2 separate regions of the Mus musculus genome follow, and region 2 is linked to region 1. A link is a contact called in public HiChIP or PLAC-seq data. All regions are on one chromosome and are shown on one strand. The core of a region is the stretch at or near the end of the contact, and the rest is flanking DNA. Distances in the headings are between cores, read along the strand shown.

The links. HiChIP or PLAC-seq counts read pairs in DNA pulled down with a chosen protein or histone mark.
Region 2: an HNF4G HiChIP or PLAC-seq map of pancreatic cancer cells shows a contact between it and region 1. The contact joins two enhancer-like sites. A contact is called at or near these places in 3 of 484 Hi-C or Micro-C datasets (liver, peritoneal macrophages and rod photoreceptor), 3 of 115 datasets of contacts at active chromatin or transcription factors (embryonic stem cells, fibro-adipogenic progenitors and pancreatic cancer cells) and 1 of 9 other capture datasets (adipose tissue).

The regions. Positions count from the first base shown.
Region 1 is chr6:145,711,682-145,715,546 of GRCm38.p6, reverse strand. No RefSeq gene overlaps it. Among named protein-coding and RNA genes, the nearest start is that of Rassf8, 33 kb to the left of the region's middle. Within about 2 kb of position 1,811, at least 82 of the 459 cell types and tissues checked have an H3K27ac peak or open chromatin away from gene starts, as enhancers often do. A contact at or near this core is called in pancreatic cancer cells, where this site is marked.
Region 2 is chr6:145,791,364-145,795,228 of GRCm38.p6, reverse strand. All of the region lies in intron 1 of Rassf8 (Ras association (RalGDS/AF-6) domain family (N-terminal) member 8), which reads right to left. Among named protein-coding and RNA genes, the nearest start is that of Gm15704, 45 kb to the right of the region's middle. Within about 2 kb of position 1,763, at least 58 of the 459 cell types and tissues checked have an H3K27ac peak or open chromatin away from gene starts, as enhancers often do. A contact at or near this core is called in pancreatic cancer cells, where this site is marked.

The DNA.
Region 1 (3,865 bases), core at 562-3,061:
TGTGGTTGCTGGGAATTGAACTCAGGACCTTTGGAAGGGCAGTCAGTGCTCTTAACCACTGAGCCATCTCTCCAGCCCAACATTGGGTTCTTTACAGTTGGGTTATCATGCCAAAACCTTCTAAGAGCAGTTATGATTTAGTTGTAAAATATTCCTACTGGTTCATGGGTTTGAACACTTGGTTCCCGGCTGGGCTGCTGTTCTGGGAAGACCTAGATCTGGGAGAATGGGTCACTGGATTTTGAAGGTTATAGTGCAGGCTTGCTTCTGGGTCCAGTCTTTTTCACTTCCTGGTCTGCCAAGACGTGAGCAGGCAGATGCTACCGGCTCCTGGCTACACATGACTGCCCAATGCCTGCAGTCCCATGCACAGCAGAATGGCTGTTCTCAAACTGCAAGGTGAGATGAATCCTGAGAGTCACTTCAATGTCAGGAAACATCATAGACACACAAGTGCCTTTATTGTAGACTTTGCACTGATTTGGGGAAAATTCCTGGGAACGCAATTAGTCATAGGCTAGGTACAACAATTTTAATGTATCTGACTAAACGTTATTGATCTATGTTATTCGCAGCCATGTTTTATGAGCACTGTTACCAGTAGTGCATCTAAGTGTTCCTTATATTATTACTGAAAAGTTGGCTGAAGGAAAAGACACACAGCAGACCAGGCTTCATCGGAGCAGTTCTGCTGAAGGATAGTCTCTAGGTTGAGAAACCAGAGTACAGACCAGGGATTATTATGGGGTGGAGATGAGGGGAAGGGGAAGGGGGAGAACAGAAGGACAGGAGGCGTGGTCAAAGAGAAAGCTTTTTGACTGAAGACTGGCCATTGCTAGGAGTGACCAAAGAATGTTGAGCAGTAAGGAAGGAGATGTCAGGGGATTGACAGGCATTGTGGGGATCTGCAGGGGGAGGGATGGAGGAAAACAACCTCGGGAAGGGCTAATTACTGTGGTTTGGGAAAATTGTCACCATTTAATCAAAATGGAGTAGTTTTCAAAGTGTTGTGGCCTTGGCCAACAACTATGAGTTTTTCCTGTGTGCCAAGTACCTTGCTTGGATGACATTTTCTTCTGTCCACATCCATAACTGTATCACCCTCCCTCTTCTCTTCCTCTCACCTCAGGCACTGCCTCTGACTTAATTCTCACTAGAAGCCTTGCCAGCTGGGTGACCATCTCTGTGTTCATCTGTGTCATTTCCTTCTGTGTGGCCAGTGCCACCACACAGCACTGTGACCTGGCCACCATTCCCCAAGAATAGCTCAACCACTTCTCCTTCATGTACCTATTAGTCAGGGTGACTAACACGGACAAATCTGGTTGAATGAATAATGTTTGGCAATGTGTACAAGGCCCATAATGTTAAACAAAACTAAGGGCTCCAATTAAGTCTTATATTTAAATTCAATCTTGAATTGATTTTCTGGGGCAAGCACTTTGCTTAAGCTAAAAACAAAAGTCAAAGAGATTTTTCACATTTGGTCTGGATAAAGAAAGAAATTAATAAGGCCTTAGAAGTCAGAGTAATTATCGCTGAGAAGCATCATGGGAGTCGGGGTGGGGGTGTGTGTGGGATCATTGGCATCCACAGTGTATGGACAGCAGGACCCATGGCTTCAGATCCCTGACATGGGGCCCAGGCAGATAAATAGTAAGAGCTGGACCAGTGGACAAGGGGACAGTGATCTATAGACGCTGTGCCCCCTTCCCTGGGGTGTCACTTCCCAAGGCCAGAGTACTGGGTCAGACACTGCAATGATTTAGACAAGAATTTTAATCATTTGGCCATGTTTTTAGGTATCCATGGTAACAGGTTGATCTATTTCCATGTGTGGGTTAGACTCCAGGGGAAAGGCCTGCTGGATTCACAGCAGGATGGTCAGCTCCCATCCAGGAATTCGGGTAGCATGGCAGCATTGTCAGGAAAGACAGCTTTATTGCCTGTGTTCCCAGCCTCTGTCCTAAGAGATAGTTCAGCCTCGTTTCAAAGGCTGAGACGCAGCTCAGCTCAGTGTTTGCCTGTTCCTGTTAAGAGTGAGGTGCAATTGTAACTGCTAGGTCACAGGAGACAGAACACAACACAATTATCACAACCAAGAGGCCACACAGGCCTCCTCAGGGCTTGGGTGTGTCTCACTCTGTCACCTCAGACAGTGCATTCCTGAAATGTCATTAGTAGTCAACACCACATTCCCAGGACAAACCTGGGAGAGACAGTCTCCCTCCTCTGAGAACCGCCCCACACAGAGGGCAGATGTCAGCAAGGCGAGGCTTTGTGTTTTTGTTATTTCCAAATTCATCCTTGCTGCCTTTTTGATTACAAACAACCTTGAGGTTTGATTCTGGGACACTTTATTCCTCGTAAAATTTAAACAAGTCCCCCTCTGCTGGTCCCCATTTCCCCCTGTCCTTCTCTGGCTTAGACAAATTTCTGAGTCAATCTGATTATGAATCAGCAGTTTTTATCTCAAGAACAATATATCTTGGGATGAAAAAAAAAGCACTTAAAAACAAAAACAAAGCAAAACAAAATCCCACAAAACCCGACTGTCTATAAATTCATGAATCATGAATCAATGTCCTTTTAATTAATGGCATGAGGTGGCCTCAACAGCATTAATGCATAAATGAGAACGTACTTAAATTATTAAAAAGAAAATTATTTTAAAGATCTATGTCTTAGTTAGGGTTTTACTGCCGTGAACTGATACCATGGCCAAGGCAACTCTTATAAATTAAACATTTAATTGGGGCTGGCTTACAGGCCCAGAGGTTCAGTCCATTACCATCAAGAGTAACAGTGCCCAGGCAGGTGTGGTGCAGGAGGAGCTGAGAGGTCTACATCTTGTTCCAAAGGCAAATAGGAGAAGACTGGCTTCCAGGCAGCCAGCACGAGGGCCTTAAGGCCCATGCCCACAGTGACAAGCTTCCTCCAACAAGGCCGCACCTACTCCAACAAGGCCACACCTCCAAATAGTGCCACTCCCTGGGCCAAGCATATTCAAACCACCACACTCTATTAAGCTGACGGGAAGTCCTTCTGCTGATTTGGGACTCTGAGGATAAAAGCATCTCAGGGGACACACTTGCTGCCTTAGCACTGCCTTCTACCAAACTGTGCCAACGTGAACTGTGCCGGTCAACAAATCTGCCATTTGCACATAGGTGATTTGTTAATAAATCCATGGAATTAGAGAAGCCGACTTTAATGATACAGATGGGAAAGGCTGATGCTCTTCCCAACCTGGAGACAATTCAGGGCTGAGGTTTGCTTTTCAGTTTCCATAGATACAACCCTTGATTGAATTGCCCAGCTAGTGGTCTGCCCTTCCTCATCGGTGGTGGTGGTGGTGGTGGTGGTGGTGGTGGCGGTGGTGGTGGTGGTGGTGGTGGTGGTGGTGGAGATGATGGAGGGGTGAGGAAGCAGAGGTGGAGGTAGTGGCAGTGATGGTAGAGGTGGTGGTTGTGAGGAGGTGGTAGAGGTAATGACAGTGGTGGTGGTTGTGGTGGTGGCGTCAATTAGCAGGCAGGGGAGTGCTGGAGATCAAAGGCTTTGAGCATTAGGTAAGTGTTTTCCACCATAACTCCTCAGTTCCATCTTTGACTTTTAAGTGACACCCAGCGATTACCGGTGACCAGTTCTAGACACTGATGAAGAACATACACTTTACTGGACTCCCATGGAGAATATTCATAAACGTTCCGTGAATTGGTCTGTTTGTGCACCATGAAATGACTTGTTTAAAGCCTACAGCTAGGGCTGGGGAATGTGGCTGTGTGGCAGAGTACACACTGAGCATGCGCAAAGCCCTGCGTTCCGTTCCTGGCTCTGCATAAATGGGGGAGGGGAGCAGATGAAG
Region 2 (3,865 bases), core at 514-3,013, 80 kb before region 1:
TGACCTCTCATTCCCACTGGGTAGGCACCTGCAGGCTGTCTTTTAGTTTACAACACCTCTGACCATCCTTCCTGGCAACAACAAGGTTCTAAATTGCATTACCTGTACATAACTATAGCTGCTGTTGCCTCTGCAATGTATCTGACACTGCCGCTCTCTCATCCTGGCACCTTACAGATCACTTCTGTAGCACTGAACCTTAATACAGACACTCGTAGGAGCTGGAGACATGGCTCCATGGTTAAGGGTACTTGCTGCTCTTCAGAGAATCCTTTGGTTCCCAGCACCCATGCGCTGTGTCTCACACTGCCTCTAACTCCAGTAGCAGAAGACTGGCGCCCCTTCTGGCGGCACTGGAAACTGCAGTCTCTCTCTTTAGGTTACAAAAGGGCACTGAAATACTGTATTTCTACAAAACACTATTAAAATACTGAAAACACACTTAGGAAGTTACTATGTCTTAGGTATCAGAGGAGTGGCTAATGGTCCAGTAACATAGTAAGTATGTCCTGGCATCTGGGATGACCACCTTTTTGTGGTATTATGGGTTGTATTTTATAATACACAGCTGATCCTGATAACCACCCATGCTTCATGAGGAGGAAATGCATTCTTGAGGTTTTGTTCCAGGCTCAACTCCAGAGCTACTTACCTACTGGAACTGAATTTTAGAGAAAATTCAAATTCAGAATCACCACTAGCTTTTAAAAGAAATATTTCTCACTCAAATGATGCTTTTCTATTGCAAGCAGCTACCATGGGAGTTTCTGTTTCTCAATGACAGCCTGGAATTTTGCGATGGGGTCAGTACTGTTCCATGAGAGTTGCAGTCTGCACAGACAATCTGTGTGTGAAAAACACCCAATGCTGTATCTTACCTAGACAGGTAAATTTTAAAAGCCAGTTCCTGAACCCTGCTAGAGCTTTCTTAAAACAGAAATAAAGTGTAAGCATGTGGGCCCTGAGTCCCCCTCTAGGACTGTGAAATGGAAACAATGTGGATATATATTTCCACAGAAATGTCTTAGACCCCATGGCTTTTAATCAAAGATGTTTTTCTCATCTTTTGAATAAGACAATCTTTTAATCACAGGGAAAAACTAAGAATGATTTTAACATTAAGTATAAACCACCCATACCACTGACCTTCATTCTCACAAAAGGATGAGCCATTCACACATTCTATAGGATAATCTGTAACCCACAGGCAATGCTGCCCTTTACTTTGTTGCTACTTGAATTTATTTTCATCTCTGTTTTCAGCAGTCTGGGCCTCCTTGTAAGTTACTAACACCGCTCATTTAAAAAGTGAGCCACAAGAAATTAGACATTGAAAGACTGATGTGAGCCCACAACTGCCAGACAACCAGGCTGCATTAATGGCACACCAACCAAGCTGAGGATGCCGCCCGGTACCTGCCAGACAGCTGGGGCAGACAGGCTGCAGCTAGAGTATGAATCAGACAGTGTAGCTCTCTAGTCAACAGGTAAAACAAACAAACCAACAAACATGTTAAGTTATTGAGGTTTAAGGATTTATCACTAAACAGGAGTGCCAGCTGAATACTACCTGGGGTCTGGAGTTAAGGCTGACTATGCATGCAGGGCATGTGTGGTAGTAACAAGAGATACAGCCGGTAAACATGTAGCCAGAGACATTCACGGATGTGGAATGTGTGCCTGACACAGTCTGAAGTGAGGGGACATTAAGCAGAGGTGACCTGAGCTTTTTTGTTACTTTGGGGCTTATGGTTTTAGCCACCAGAGGTCACTCTTCCCTATTAGAAAGATGCAAGACAACACTGGCAAGGCTCTCCCAGCCGCTGGTTAGAGGAATGAAAGATGTGAGGGTAGATCTCCCCACCCCTTACCGCAGGCAGCAGAGAGCAGAAGACAGGAACCAGCACCAGAGACTAACAGACTTAAGTCCATCACTGAGGGCAGAGGAGAGGCTGTGGAATACTTTCCTGGCAATAGAGATCTGTGGAATAGCTGCCAAGCTAGTAAGATGTAAGGCAGAGTTGGAAGGGCTATCCAGAGTTCTTACTGTATAAATATGGCCACTCCCAGGCATTCCTCAGCTAAAGACTGCAGTGATGTTTAATATTGCTTCATAGAAGTGTAAAGTAGCCAGGGCTGCTTCAGGGCTCCACATATATGAAACCAAATAGAAGGAAGAGCCTGCACTGGTGGGCACTGGTGGGCACTGGTGGGCACTGGTGGGCACTGGTGGTGTGATTCAGAGCACAGGAGTGTGGGATGTAAGCTGAGACAATTCACATTTCTGAAAGCAGCCTGAGTTGAATAGCTAAACCCCATCTCAAAACCAAACCAAAGCAAAACAAAAGCCAGCTTAGTCTATCACTGCGCCTTCAGCCAAATATCCCACCCATCTTACGAAGGGTGAGACAAGTCTACTGCACTGTTTCAGGGGAGGCCTAGATCTGGCTGCAAGCAGGAAGCTCAAGGACGATCTACAGTGCTTCTCGATGACAAGGAACAATTCAGGAAAGACGCCTTGGTTAGCAAGGGGTTTAACCCTGACAACAGTTCCTTGTTTCACCACAAAAACATAAAGAAGGAGTGTGATAGAGAGCGAGCCGTTTCTTCATGAAGCCCTGTTTGGAGTATTGTATCCGGGACATTGACAAGGGTATTGCACATCAGTGTAACCTTGGATTCCTAAAACAACTTCCTCTACTGCAAAAGTAAAGTATGTTCACTGAAAACATCCAGAAAGTAGGAGAGGCTTTGAGGAAATAAAATCATTGCTGACTTGGGGAATGGAGCAGAGTGCAGCACGAACACTTTAAACACACAATTCCCATTGACAGTTCTGCCTCATAATTTATCTCCATCTCTCCTCAGATAACACAGCTGACAGTGTCACCAAGAACTGTGTGCTGCAGGCTGTGCCTCCTGTGTGCCCTTCCCTCACGTTTCCTGAAGTATCTTCCTCTTGGGATGACCCCACAGCATCAATGTTCTGGCCTCTCCTCTGTGCTCTCCTGTCCTGACTGCTCATCCCTCCTCCTATGCCTTCTCCCATCTGTCTGGTCCTCCCCAGCCTCCACTTGAGGATGCTCCCTCAAGGGTTAAGCATGTCTACAGAATCGCCAGGTCTACTTGCCTCTGTCCTTCCTTCTGGTGGCTTCCACTACTAGGGATGTGGTCGCTGATAGGGATGTGGCTGATAAACCTTAATTGATGTACAATAGGTCCTTGATAAAAGTTAGATTTATACTAATGATTAATGGCTTATAAATCTGATTTCCAGGAAGTTCTCTGCTCCAAGGCCGTCAGAACCCTCAGCAGCAGCCTCTTATCTGTGAAGGTCTGAACTCCTAACTGGCAAGTTAGTCATTTAAGTGGGCTTAAGCTGTGAATCCTAAAAACATAACCGATGTTTGTTCGTGTCCCAGGATCCTCCTCGGGGGCCTGCAGCCCTTCAGTCTTTCTTGCTTAAAGTGTAGCGCAGTGAATTGTCCGCATTATCTAGTTTGTTCCTCAGGTTCACTAACATTTCATTTAATCAGCATAAGTTGATTGTGTAACAATTACCACAATCAGTTTGGGACTGTCCTCATTCCCTGGTCCCCAAAGCCTCAAACCTATGAGTGCCCTCTTGCCACTTGCCATGACAGCCCTAGACGAGGCTTTGCGAAGATGAAAATAGCCATAACCTGCTGAATTTGGGGGCAGTGGGGTGAAGCAGGGGCTGAAACATTTTAAAACATACAACTTGATTCATGGCTCAACCTCTTTATGTTGTAATTTATCTCCGTCTTAGCAATAATGGCTCACAGTGCTGCACTGCCTCCTGTGTCATAAGGGCCATCCGGATGGAAACGGATCTAGCAGCATG